2 separate regions of the Rattus norvegicus genome follow, and region 2 is linked to region 1. The links are chromatin contacts, called in public Hi-C maps. All regions are on one chromosome and are shown on one strand. The core of a region is the stretch at or near the end of the contact, and the rest is flanking DNA. Distances in the headings are between cores, read along the strand shown.

Region 1 (5,377 bases), core at 1,857-4,356:
GGGACATAGCTGCCAATCAGCCTGGACCCACCTCAGGCCCCCGTGCAGGCCTGCGCAGAAGAGCACGCTTCCTCCTGCACACCTGGTAGAGTACCAAGGAACACGTGATCTGACAAGTACTCCACTCTAAGAGCCCTGCCATTTGGTCATCACTGTTGGACATTACCATTGCGATAAGACTTGGTTCTGATCTCGACTCTGCCTGTCAAGCACTGGTCACCAGTTTTACCTCCTCCTGTCCCCACTGGACCTTTGGTTCCTCATCTTTAGATGAGAAGGGCTCAGAAGCTCTCCTGTGTCCATAGCAACCCTGGCACGAACTGAAGGATCTGAGCTTGAGCTATGTGTCCCTTCTCAGCGGGAGGGAATTAACCCAGAATTGAAGCATTAGACACTATGTGTCCCCCACCCCTGTAATATACACATAGAAAATGCTCAGTGTGATTTTAATGCAGAGGAAGGACCTCAGGACACTAGCCTCAGAGCGGTATACAGGTACTGTGCAGGACCTTACTGGCCAGTCCGTGGGTGGCCCCATCTGTCCCAGTATGAACGTAGCCAGCTCAGACCCTCCACTGTGTCTCCTGCAGTAAGAGAGAGGCAATGCAATCTCTACCTATAGGGAAAGAACCACCCCGTCCAACCTCTGTCCCTCTAGTGTCCCCGTCACCTCGAGGCCGATACTCGCAGCCCACAAATCCTTGGTAGCCCTCATCTTCTAGCAGCTGGAACAGGTAAGTAAAGTCCAGCTCTCCAGAGCTGCCTGGCTCCCCTCGGTCTGGGACCTGTGCCACTTGCACATGCCCTAGGGACAGAAGGGGAGAGAGACAGGTCAGCAAAGGGTGGAGAAGATGGCAAATGTTAGAACACCAGACCAGGATAGCCCTCACCAACGATGGGCAGGAACTCCCTGATGTTTCCAGTCAGATTCCCATCCATGACCTGCCAGTGGAATATGTCCTGGGGAGAAGAATGTCAGTCAGAACCCTCATGTGTCCTCCACAGTTCTTCCCAGCGCCAAAGACTTGGCCTCCTGGAACCATCTTCAGCTCACCATTTGCAATTGCAGATTGGGTCTCCCAACCTTCTGCAAGATGGCTGCCGCTGGGGGACAGGGAGACAGCCATGAGACTTTGGAACAATTGGATCAAAGAGGACTAGAAGGTGGCATAGGACCAGATTCCTACCCTGCTGGGGAGTGTCCAGGAAATACTGGGGGTCTGTGATGCGCGTGTTAATGGGCTCCAGCAATCCCACGAGGTTCTCCTAGAACCATGGAGGAGGCTGTCAAGGGCTCCTTCCCACATCCATCCCAGTCTGTCACCGGGCAGTGACCTCATCCATTCCTTTGTACATCATCTACTGTCCCCACTGTGTACCTCCTCTCTCCCCAACACAGTAGGTATGTTTCCACCTCTTACCTGAGCCAGAACCTCAGCCGCATGCCTCAGGTTCTCCACAAAGACTGTCTCCATCTCACCCTTGACTGCCTCTCGGTCAGCCCCTCGGGGTACTCGGCCAGCCATCAGGTGGATCCTGTGGAAAGGGTGGGCTCATGCCTCCCTGTGCATCTCTTTTCAGACGCCCTCTAAGTATACCAGACTCCCCGGGCCTTCTGTCCAGACAATGGGGCATGATGCGGCAGCCTCCTGAGCTTCCGTGTCAGCCCAAGGCAAGTCACCATGCCTCTTCAGTCAACCCACCAGAGCCTCGCCCAGCACTTACTCCTATACTCTTAGCCCTCCCTTCCCTCTTTCCTTCTCAGCCTATGAGTATTCTTGAGGCTTTTTAGTTTTTTTCCCAGATTGTGAAAATGTATCTGTGTATGAGTGTTTTACCTGTGTACTGTGTGTGCCTGGCGCCCTTGGGATCAGATGCCCTGTTACTGGATGTTACTGGTTGAGTTGCTGAGGGAACTGGCAACCCAATCCAGGTCCTCTGCAAGAGCAACAAGTGCCCTTAACTGCTGAGCCACCTCTCCAGCCCAGAGGCTCACCTTTTAAAATGACTATGACCTTTGCCCTTTCAGAGAGTCCATGTTGCTTAACCCTGCTTTGGCTTCCCAAATGCTCTGCCCCTACACAGACCAGCAATGAGTCTCTTGCCACCTGTTGCTTCCTGGTGTTTATGGGATTCAGCAGTCCATGAGGTTTTCCTAGAACCATACTGGAGACTGACAAGGGCTCCTCCCCACATCTCTCCACTTCTTGTCTCTCTTCCCAGCTGCCAGCAGGTATCCATCCCTTGGAACTCAGTATTTACCACCTCCAGCCTCATTAACTCAGCTGGACACAACAACCCTCCTCTTGGCAGGGCCACAGCCTCCTTTCCTGAATAGTGTACCTCCCCCTATAAAGTGAATGTGTGGGCCGGCCAAATTCAGTTCCTGCATCACTATCTGCAAACAGTTTTCTCCTAGTAGGGATTAGGTGCCCGCCCTACCACACCTCCACCCTTGGCCGCCTGCTTTCTCGACCTTATTAGCTTCCTAACCAGACCCCCGCTCCCAGCACAGGATCCCGGTATGATCAGAGTATGATAGCAGCGTGACATACGGAATGACACTAACAGATGAAATACAAAAAGCAGTCTACAAAGGCCCCGGCCACAGCAGTGTCTCTGCTCACAGCTTTCTTCCCACCCGGCCCTGTGGTCAAGGGAGGGCAGGAGGCAAGGGAGGGAGGGTACCTGGGGCAGCCTAGAGCCTTGGCGTACAGCACAGCCTGCTCCAGCCCCTCTCGGAAGGCTGCCTGTCTCCCGGGGACAGCCCCCAGCCCCATCTCCCCCTTCTCGTGGTCTCCTGTGGAGAGAACCAGCGTCAGTGCGGGCCTGGCTCCCCGCAACCCTTGCCGCTCCCCAGCCCCGGGCGCGCACCCCGCGGCGTGTTGATGAGCACTAGCCGCAGTCCCGCGGCCCGCGCCGCACTCGCCAGCGCCTGGGGTGACTCGGCGTACGGCCAGGCCACCTCGGCTGCTTCGAAGCCTGCACGGCCCGCGGCATGCAGCCGCTCGGGGACCCCGGGGAGCTCCGGGAACAGCCAAGAGACATTGGCGGAGAAGCGGAGCGGAGCCATGCCGGCGGAAGGCGGTGGCGAGGGCGTGGCCTCGGGTCAGGAAGCCAGGCCATCAGCGAGGGGCGGAGCGAGGCCGCCCAGCCCAGTTCAAATAAAGGGAGGTGGACCTGCGAACTAATTGCCTGGTGAAAAGGAGGTAGCTGTTCGTTAAGTAACGTCCGAAAGCTTTGAACAAATAGCTTTATTTGAGGCCGAGTCTCGTACATATGCTGACCCAGGACTCCGGCTGCCATCCTGCCCCGACCTCCCTATGTAGGATTACAGGCCTACCTCCGCCACACTCGGATCTTTATGCCAGCAGCTCTCACACCGCCCGCCCATTGGTTTTCCCTTAGACTAAACACTAAGCGAGCTTTTTCTTTTTTCCTCAGAAAATTCGGATTGTGTCATATATAGTTTTATAGCCTGTTTTCAAATGACGACCTATTAGCATTCCCCCATGTTCAGTACTCTTCAAAGTCATGCCAATCGCTGCTTATTGTTGCGTTGCACACTTAGACAACCCATAATTATCATATCGCTGTGGATGGTGTGTACGCGCACGCGCACTGTTGGAGCACATTAAAACACCTCTGGGTCCCCATCTCTGCACCTTTTTCCTTAGATTCCCTTTTTAAAGATTTCCATCACAGTGCTGGCCAGTCCTGGATGTTTGTCCATAAAAGAAACTGCTGTACCGGGTAACTGCGCTAAGCAGCTGGGGGCGTGGCGGTCTACGCCTCCACTGATTGGGTCACGGAGGATAACCTCAAGGGCAGCCTACCTGGCCAATCAAGATTCGCTTAGTTTTGTCACACGACTAGGTCTGTGGAAACCATAAAAGATGATTGATAGATAGTTGGATAGACAGACAGACAGGCAGACCGACAGCAGACAGATGATAAAATAAAGGCAGATCTCAGAAGAGTATAACTGAGACCTTATAATTAAAGGGACCCGGAAACCCCTCTGTCCTCGGCACAGTCGAGTACTTATCTCACCTTGTAGAGCCTCCTGTGTTTCTTGAAACAATTTGGACAAACCTCTTTTCACTTACAAAAACACAGATTTCTGTAAACATAGAATATACACCAAAAGAAGAAACAGGCTTGAATACTTTTATGTGTATGGGTGTTTTGCCCACTTGTATGTCTGTGCATCACACTCATGCAGTACCAATGGAGGCCAGAAGAGGGCATCAATGCAACTCAGTCAGACACCCAGGTGTATAAGTAAGGATCATGCCATCCTTACGCTGCCATGTGCTTAGAGGTTCCTCTCTTGCAGCTCTGCCTCAGACTCACCAGCTCCCCATCACCTGATTCCTGGCCCAATTACAGTTGCATTTTCTCTCAGACCTTTGACTTGTTCTGGAGCCTGTCTCTTGGCTAGAGTCCGATCAGTTTGTGGCCTCTTAACTAAGTTTAGCTTGTTAATCAATCAACAGGTTCACAATCCAGAGTGACACCCACGGGAAGACATCTTTATTAGCTCTTCACTGTAAGTCTGTCACCTGTACCAAGGTAATTATAATTAAATCCTAGTCACACCACCACCTCCCGAGTTCTGAATCAGGAACTAAATGTTCTAACCCAGAGTGACCACACCCTCTTCTCATTCCTTATGACAGCAGGGAGAGTTTAATGAACTAGGTGGGGATGACTCGTAATTCCTCTATTCCCTTATGGCTTTCAATAAAATAGATACACACAGAGCACAATGTCCATGAAAACAATTTCCCCCTTTTTCCATGCTAGAGATCGAACGCAGACCCCCGTACATGGGATATATGTTTCTTCACCGAACTACACCCTGGCCTACAAAGTATTTTCTTCACTCATAACTTGGTCATCTATAGTTTCTGGCACTTTATGACACTGGCATCTTACTAAATTATTATGGCGTTTCCACTCTTGGCATCTTAACTTTTACCCAGAGAATTTGCATAGGAGTTTGCATGTTTCGTTATGGTGTCAACAACCTGTAAATAGTTAATGGATGATAGCTAAAGCTCGAGGATAAAGTCCAGAGTCTCGTCCGGTCACGTGACAGCATCTGTCTGTGAGGTGTTGAAACCTCCTGCGGTCCTGTGTGCCATACAAGTGAAACCCTCGGTGAGATCCATCCGATACATTCCAGATCAGCAAAAGTGAATCAGTGTCAAATATCCGATAGGATTTAGAACAACTGGCGAGCTTCCTCAATGCCAGTGCGGACGTAAATCACCCTAACCGCTTTGGAAAACAATTTGGCATGATCTCTCGAAGCTGATATGCCCTCGATCTAGCAGTTCTTCATCCAGGTGTAGTCCCTGAAGAAACATTT
Region 2 (5,377 bases), core at 1,485-3,984, 190 kb before region 1:
CTTTACTGGGACTGCCCATCGAGATGTTTCTGCCAGATTTCCGTTTGGGTGTCAGTATCATCTGAGGCAACTGATAAGAATTTATATCAAAAGAGAACATCAGAATCGCATGGGGCACATAGTTTTATGGTTACATTTCTTTAACGTCCTAATTGAAATACTGGGATGGGAACAGGGTGCAGTTTGGATTGAAACCAGATACTAGGTTGTAGAGTTACACGCAGTTGGGCAGAGAACACAGCAAATCCTGGCCACACCAAGGCACAGCTGGTCTCTTTCCCATTTTAAAACCAGCACCCCTTCCCACTATCCATTCAGATCACTTCTATTCTAGACCATAAAAATATTCAGAGACCGGGAAAGAGGAGCAGATGTGACTGGTCGGTCCCTTGGTACCAGCAACCACACACAGCCCTGCTAAGAGCCAGGGCTATCTAAAACATGGGCTTCAAGCACAGGAAGCTAGGCCAGGGTGACAGCAGTATTTGTCACCTTGTCTCACTGCCAAGTGGAGGACCTCAGCACATAAGCCTGAGGACTTCTGGGGGCTGGTCCCTCTCTCCACAACAAGTAGAAGTCCAAAGCAAAAGTCAGTTCCAGGAAAGAAGGAAGAGAAGACCGGAGGTTTGCTGCAAAGTGCAGATACCTGCATGAGGGTACTAGGGCAGACGCCATATTTCTTTCCCTCCCCCATTTCCTGGAGAATGCTGGGTAGGAGGGGGCAGAAGAACAGATTCAACCAATGCTCCTGTGAGGTAGATCGCAGAAAGTCTTCTGTCTTAAACAGTATTAAAACCTGTGTGTTAGTAGGACGTGGTGATGTACACCTTTAAACCCAGCACCCTGGAGGCAGAAGCAGGTGGATCTCTAGATTTGAGGCCAGCGTGTTCTACAGAACTAGTCCAAAAGGCAAAGAAACTGCCTTGAAAAGAAAGGAAGAGAGGAAGGAAAGGAGGGAGAGAAGGAGGGAGGAAAGGAAGGAGGAAGGAAACCTGTGTGCTGTGACTTCTGTGGATCTAGAAAAGTGACCCAGACACCATCTGAAAACAAGAAGGGAACCTGGGGGTACGGCTCTGGGTCCCACCAGCACCATCCCACGTGCACACAAAGACTTCTTACTGATTACATCAGGGGCTCTAGGTAAGACTGGCTTGCAAAAAGTTCCCAAGGGCTAGATTGAATCCAGGAATTCTGCGCACATCAGGTAAACATTCTATCACTGAGCCACATGGCCAGCTCAGAAGACACTTTAAAAAGAATGTTCTCTTTTAAAGAACTACTGTTCCAGGTGCCAAGACTGTTTTCTTTGATCTTGAGGTTAGGCAAGAGGGCCAGGCCAGAGTCACAGGAGGCTGCGTGGTCTATGCATGCAAAGCCCATCTAGGGGCTGTATTCTCACCCAGGATGTGGGAAGTGAGCAGACACAGTGTCCGTGCAGACCAAGGCAACAGCACTTTGCCGCTCTTTGGCCAGGAGACTGGGGGCCTCCAGAAACTGCTCTGTTTATCTGTAATATGGGACAAATGACACCAGCCCCAGGGACTGGTACAATGCTTGGCCAAGACAAACAGCAGCCACTGTCCTGGTACAGAATTGGGGCTCAAAAACTGCCATTTCTCTTCCTTTACCCCAGCAAAGGAATCAGTCGAGAGCTACTGTGGAAATAAATGGGTCTAAAAGTCCATCATTCATGGCCAGGGAGGCCTGTGGCCTGGGGTGGGAAAGAGGAACGCTACTGACTCCAGATGCACACACCCAGGTCCTCAACACTTTATCCCATATGGGCTAAGGAAAGCCAGGGCAGGCTTGGCGGCTGAGCAACTCACTGGAAAACAACTGAGGAAAAAGAATGAGGCCACCATCTCATTTGTATATCCAGATAGGAGCTCAGGGCCTCTCCACACCATTCCCCAGCTTATACAAATATGGAAATCCAAGTCGCTGTGCAATCCAAACACCTAGAATACACACTTTATTCCTTCCCTACACATTTTCCACGGTCTTTTTACACAACAAGCTGTGTCTCCGCCACAGAGGATTCCAAGATCGATACAAAGTATCGCCACCCTCAGAGAACTCCTGAGGGACGCCCACCATTATGTCTATCCAGTGGTGTGGGCCCGAGGAGGGAAACATGCTCCTAGAAGTCTTAAAGGAGTGAGGGTCATTGGAGTCTGGCCCCAGGGTGGCTAGAGGGTAGCTGAGGGCCAGCTGGGAGAAGAGCCCTGCTTCTAGGCAGAGGCAAAAGCTTGATAAAAAGCGTAGAATGTGGGGGGCTCCTGAACCCACAGACCTCAGTTTACTGCAGAGCATCTGAGGCAGCAAGAGCTGGCTGGAGCAGCCTTGGGTCGCGGTTCATCCTGAGTGTAGAGCAGAGTGCTTCTCGGGCACAGCTGTCACTGTCTCATAAAGATGGACCCCATTAGCAGAGAATTCAGTCTGGTGAGCAAAGAAGCAGGTGAGACAGGAAAACCTGTCAGGTTAGGGGTAAATAAAAGATCTTGGAGAGAGGAATGTGACAACGCCAAAGGCATATCAGAGTAGAAACGACGAATTGAGATGCCATGTCAGGCACGGGAGTGTGGTGGGAAAAGGAAGCAAGATAACCAGCAGGCTTTTCCGTACAGGTAGATGATCCTGCTAACAGATGTGAGGCTCCCTAGATCACAACCCTCATCCTTGGCCAGATCAGGTTCTTAAAGGCTTTGACTCAGAGAAACCAGTAGGGGGAGCTATGGGCATTCCCTTCCCTTTCCTTCCCTTCCCTGACATCACTATCAGAAAGTTCAGCCAAGACTTCACTTCTCTGTTCCAAAGGCCTAAGGCGGCCCTGGTTGGTTACCTTGTTTCAAAGCCTCCGCATGAACACCTCAGTGTCTGCAGACTGCTCTGGGATTTTCCAAACTTGAAAGTTGTTGAGCTCACTATCTTTTTTTTTTTATTTATTTAATTTACAAAGTCACACGCAGTTGACATCACTCTGACCTTTGGGTTCCTCAGAACCTAGGCTCCCCTAGAAAACATTTTTAGGGAACTCATTGTGTCTTTGTGGGCGTATCTTTGGCCATCCTTCTGTCTGAACCACTGGAATAAGACTGACGTAAAGAGGAGAGTAGACAAGTAGGAACAAGGCACCAGTCTGGAGGCGGACACAGCCATACTCAAACTCCCATTAGTCACTTTCTCAACGTCCTCACAGCCACAGGAATCTGAGAAACTTTCCCCATGAGGCTGCTGAAGGAGGTGATGCGCGCACACCGAGCGTGTGGAGGCTGCCGAGCCTCTCGGTTATTCTTAGCGTCATTTTTATCAGCACAGCAGTGGTGCCTTCCTTTCAGTTTGCTCCCTCGGGACTCCTGGCTGAGATAGCCTTCTCCACCCTCCGTCGTCGTCGTCTCTGCCTCTCACTGGGTTAGGTTCTGCTTCTGACTCAAATGACACCAGAGACTACAGCCAAGACAGACTTCCATCTTTAGCGTCAGCTCACAGATAACTATCAGGAACGGAGGCATTGGAGGTAAAGGGCCAATGAAGGAGCAAGAGCAGGTGCAGGGTTCTGGGCTCCATTTGATTTCTGGCCTCAGTTTCACTCCATTAAGATGGCGTCCCATGGAACTGGAGAGACGGTTCTGTGGCTTACAGGATTTGCTGCTCTTCCAAAGGACTCAGGTTCAATTCCCAGCACCCACAGCTCACGACTATCTGTAAGTCTAGTTCCGGGGGATCCAATGTCCTGTTCCTGCTTCCTCGGGCACCAAGCATGCCCATGATACACAGATGTATTCAGGCAAAACACCCATACACATAAAATAAAATAATAAGGGGGAATAAAGAGGGGCTCATCATGGAGGTGTCAAAAAACTGGCAGTGGGGTCAAAGACAGGGACTCACACCACAGGGTACCAGGAGCCTGAAATCTCAGTCACAGGGTCGTGGGCTGCCGAGGGGTAGGGAGAACCTAGGACTCTGCCCGGAGTCATTCCACTAGAGGAAAGGGGCTGCCAGACAGCCGAAACACAAAACTGATGGGACTCAGTGACACAATGGTTGGATGTGCCTAGGAGAGGAACCTGAGAGGACTAGACAGGGCACCCATAGCCTCTAGTCTCTGTCCCAGTGTTCTACTTTTATTGAATGAGGCAAAAGTGAAGCTAAACAAAGCCAGCTAAGAGAGGTTAAAAAAAAAGCGCCCCCACCCCCAGCAAGCCCCCAGGCCCGTAAGTATGCCCAGTTCTTTGTGGCTCTCAAAAGACCCTCTCCTCGGTCTCTGTGCCCACCACGTTCTTCACCTGCTTATCCAGCCCACAAATATTTACTGAGCACCTCCCATGCAGCGCGATGCCCTAGGTCTTAGTGTCCAATTAAAGAACTGTATTGAAGCAGTCGCACTATGGTATAAAGCCGGCCTGGAAAAGACCCAGGGGAGGCGGGCAGGGAATTTTACTACAGCACCTGGAAAGGAAGATGAATGACTGTCATCAGGGCCTAAAAAAGTAAGGCATTAGATGGAGAAAACCCTCCAGCTCAGAAAAACAGGCATGGGGCCTGGCCTGGAGAATGGGGACTGGCAGGGAACTGCTTCCAACATGGAGGGGATCTTTAAAGTGTGCAGTGTTGAGATGTAGTGGCCTGCTGAAACTCTAAAGGTCTAGGTCTGCGCTTAAACTGAGAGTCTCTGAGGAGGGGGTCTCTGGGTTCTCTCTAGCAGGCCCTGCTCTCTCCAGGGCTCCCCAGGTGCTTCCTCACAGCTGAGGACTTGTCCTCCAAGCTCTGGCCCGACACCCCCACCCAGCAGTGCCCCCATGTGGTCCTAAACCGCACCGTCCAATAGACAGAGCATGGAGACAGGCACTGCCACTTAGGAAAACAGAGACTTGGGCTGGGGAAATGGCTCAGTAGGTGAAGCACTTGTTGCACAAGTGTGAAGACGCCCTGCTCCCACATACACAGCTGCCGTGACTGTGTGTGCCTGCAACCTCAGTGCTGTGGGCAGAAGAGGTGGGAGAGCTGTAGGCAGAGAGCTCTAGGCCCAGTGAGAGACTGTGTCTCAGCAGGACACCTGATGTCCCCCTCTAGCCACCATGCCCACATAGACGTGCACATGCACATCTAATACATTCTCTCTCTCTCTCTCTCTCTCTCTCTCTCTCTCTCTCTCTCTCTCTCTCTGTCTGTCTCTCATACAAAGAAGAAATAGTTTCGGAACTTGCACCAGAACCACTGATTCAGCAGCTCCATTTAACTATGCTGAGTTGATTTAGTTGCGGACATGTATAAAACAGGCTGAACCCTGAGGCTATGGGCCCTGAGAACAAAGTGGCCAATTGCTCCATACCTACAGGGACAGGGACTCCTCCCTGGCGATATCTGAGGAGGA

What was found. A called contact is a pair of places that touch in the nucleus more often than the background predicts.
Region 2: a Hi-C map of the A7r5 cell line shows a contact between it and region 1, with 2.3 times the contacts expected there. The contact joins the enhancer-like site here to the promoter of Hyi in region 1. A contact is called at or near these places in 5 of 12 Hi-C or Micro-C datasets (the A7r5 cell line, Schwann cells, frontal cortex and 2 more).

What each region holds. Positions count from the first base shown.
Region 1 is chr5:137,177,705-137,183,081 of GRCr8, reverse strand. Hyi (hydroxypyruvate isomerase) reads right to left here and starts at 3,106. Exons shown (of 8, transcript NM_001398840.1): 1 at 2,875-3,106; 2 at 2,689-2,800; 3 at 1,422-1,536; 4 at 1,188-1,266; 5 at 1,055-1,104; 6 at 891-960; 7 at 671-805; 8 at 428-584. The coding sequence starts at 3,073. The coding sequence ends at 511. It overlaps Szt2 (SZT2 subunit of KICSTOR complex), which reads left to right. Exons shown (of 72, transcript NM_001427598.1): 72 at 1-434.
Region 2 is chr5:137,370,203-137,375,579 of GRCr8, reverse strand. All of the region lies in intron 19 of Cfap57 (cilia and flagella associated protein 57), which reads left to right. Among named protein-coding and RNA genes, the nearest start is that of Tmem125, 24 kb to the right of the region's middle. Within about 2 kb of position 2,734, at least 14 of the 93 cell types and tissues checked have an H3K27ac peak or open chromatin away from gene starts, as enhancers often do. A contact at or near this core is called in the A7r5 cell line and Schwann cells, where this site is marked.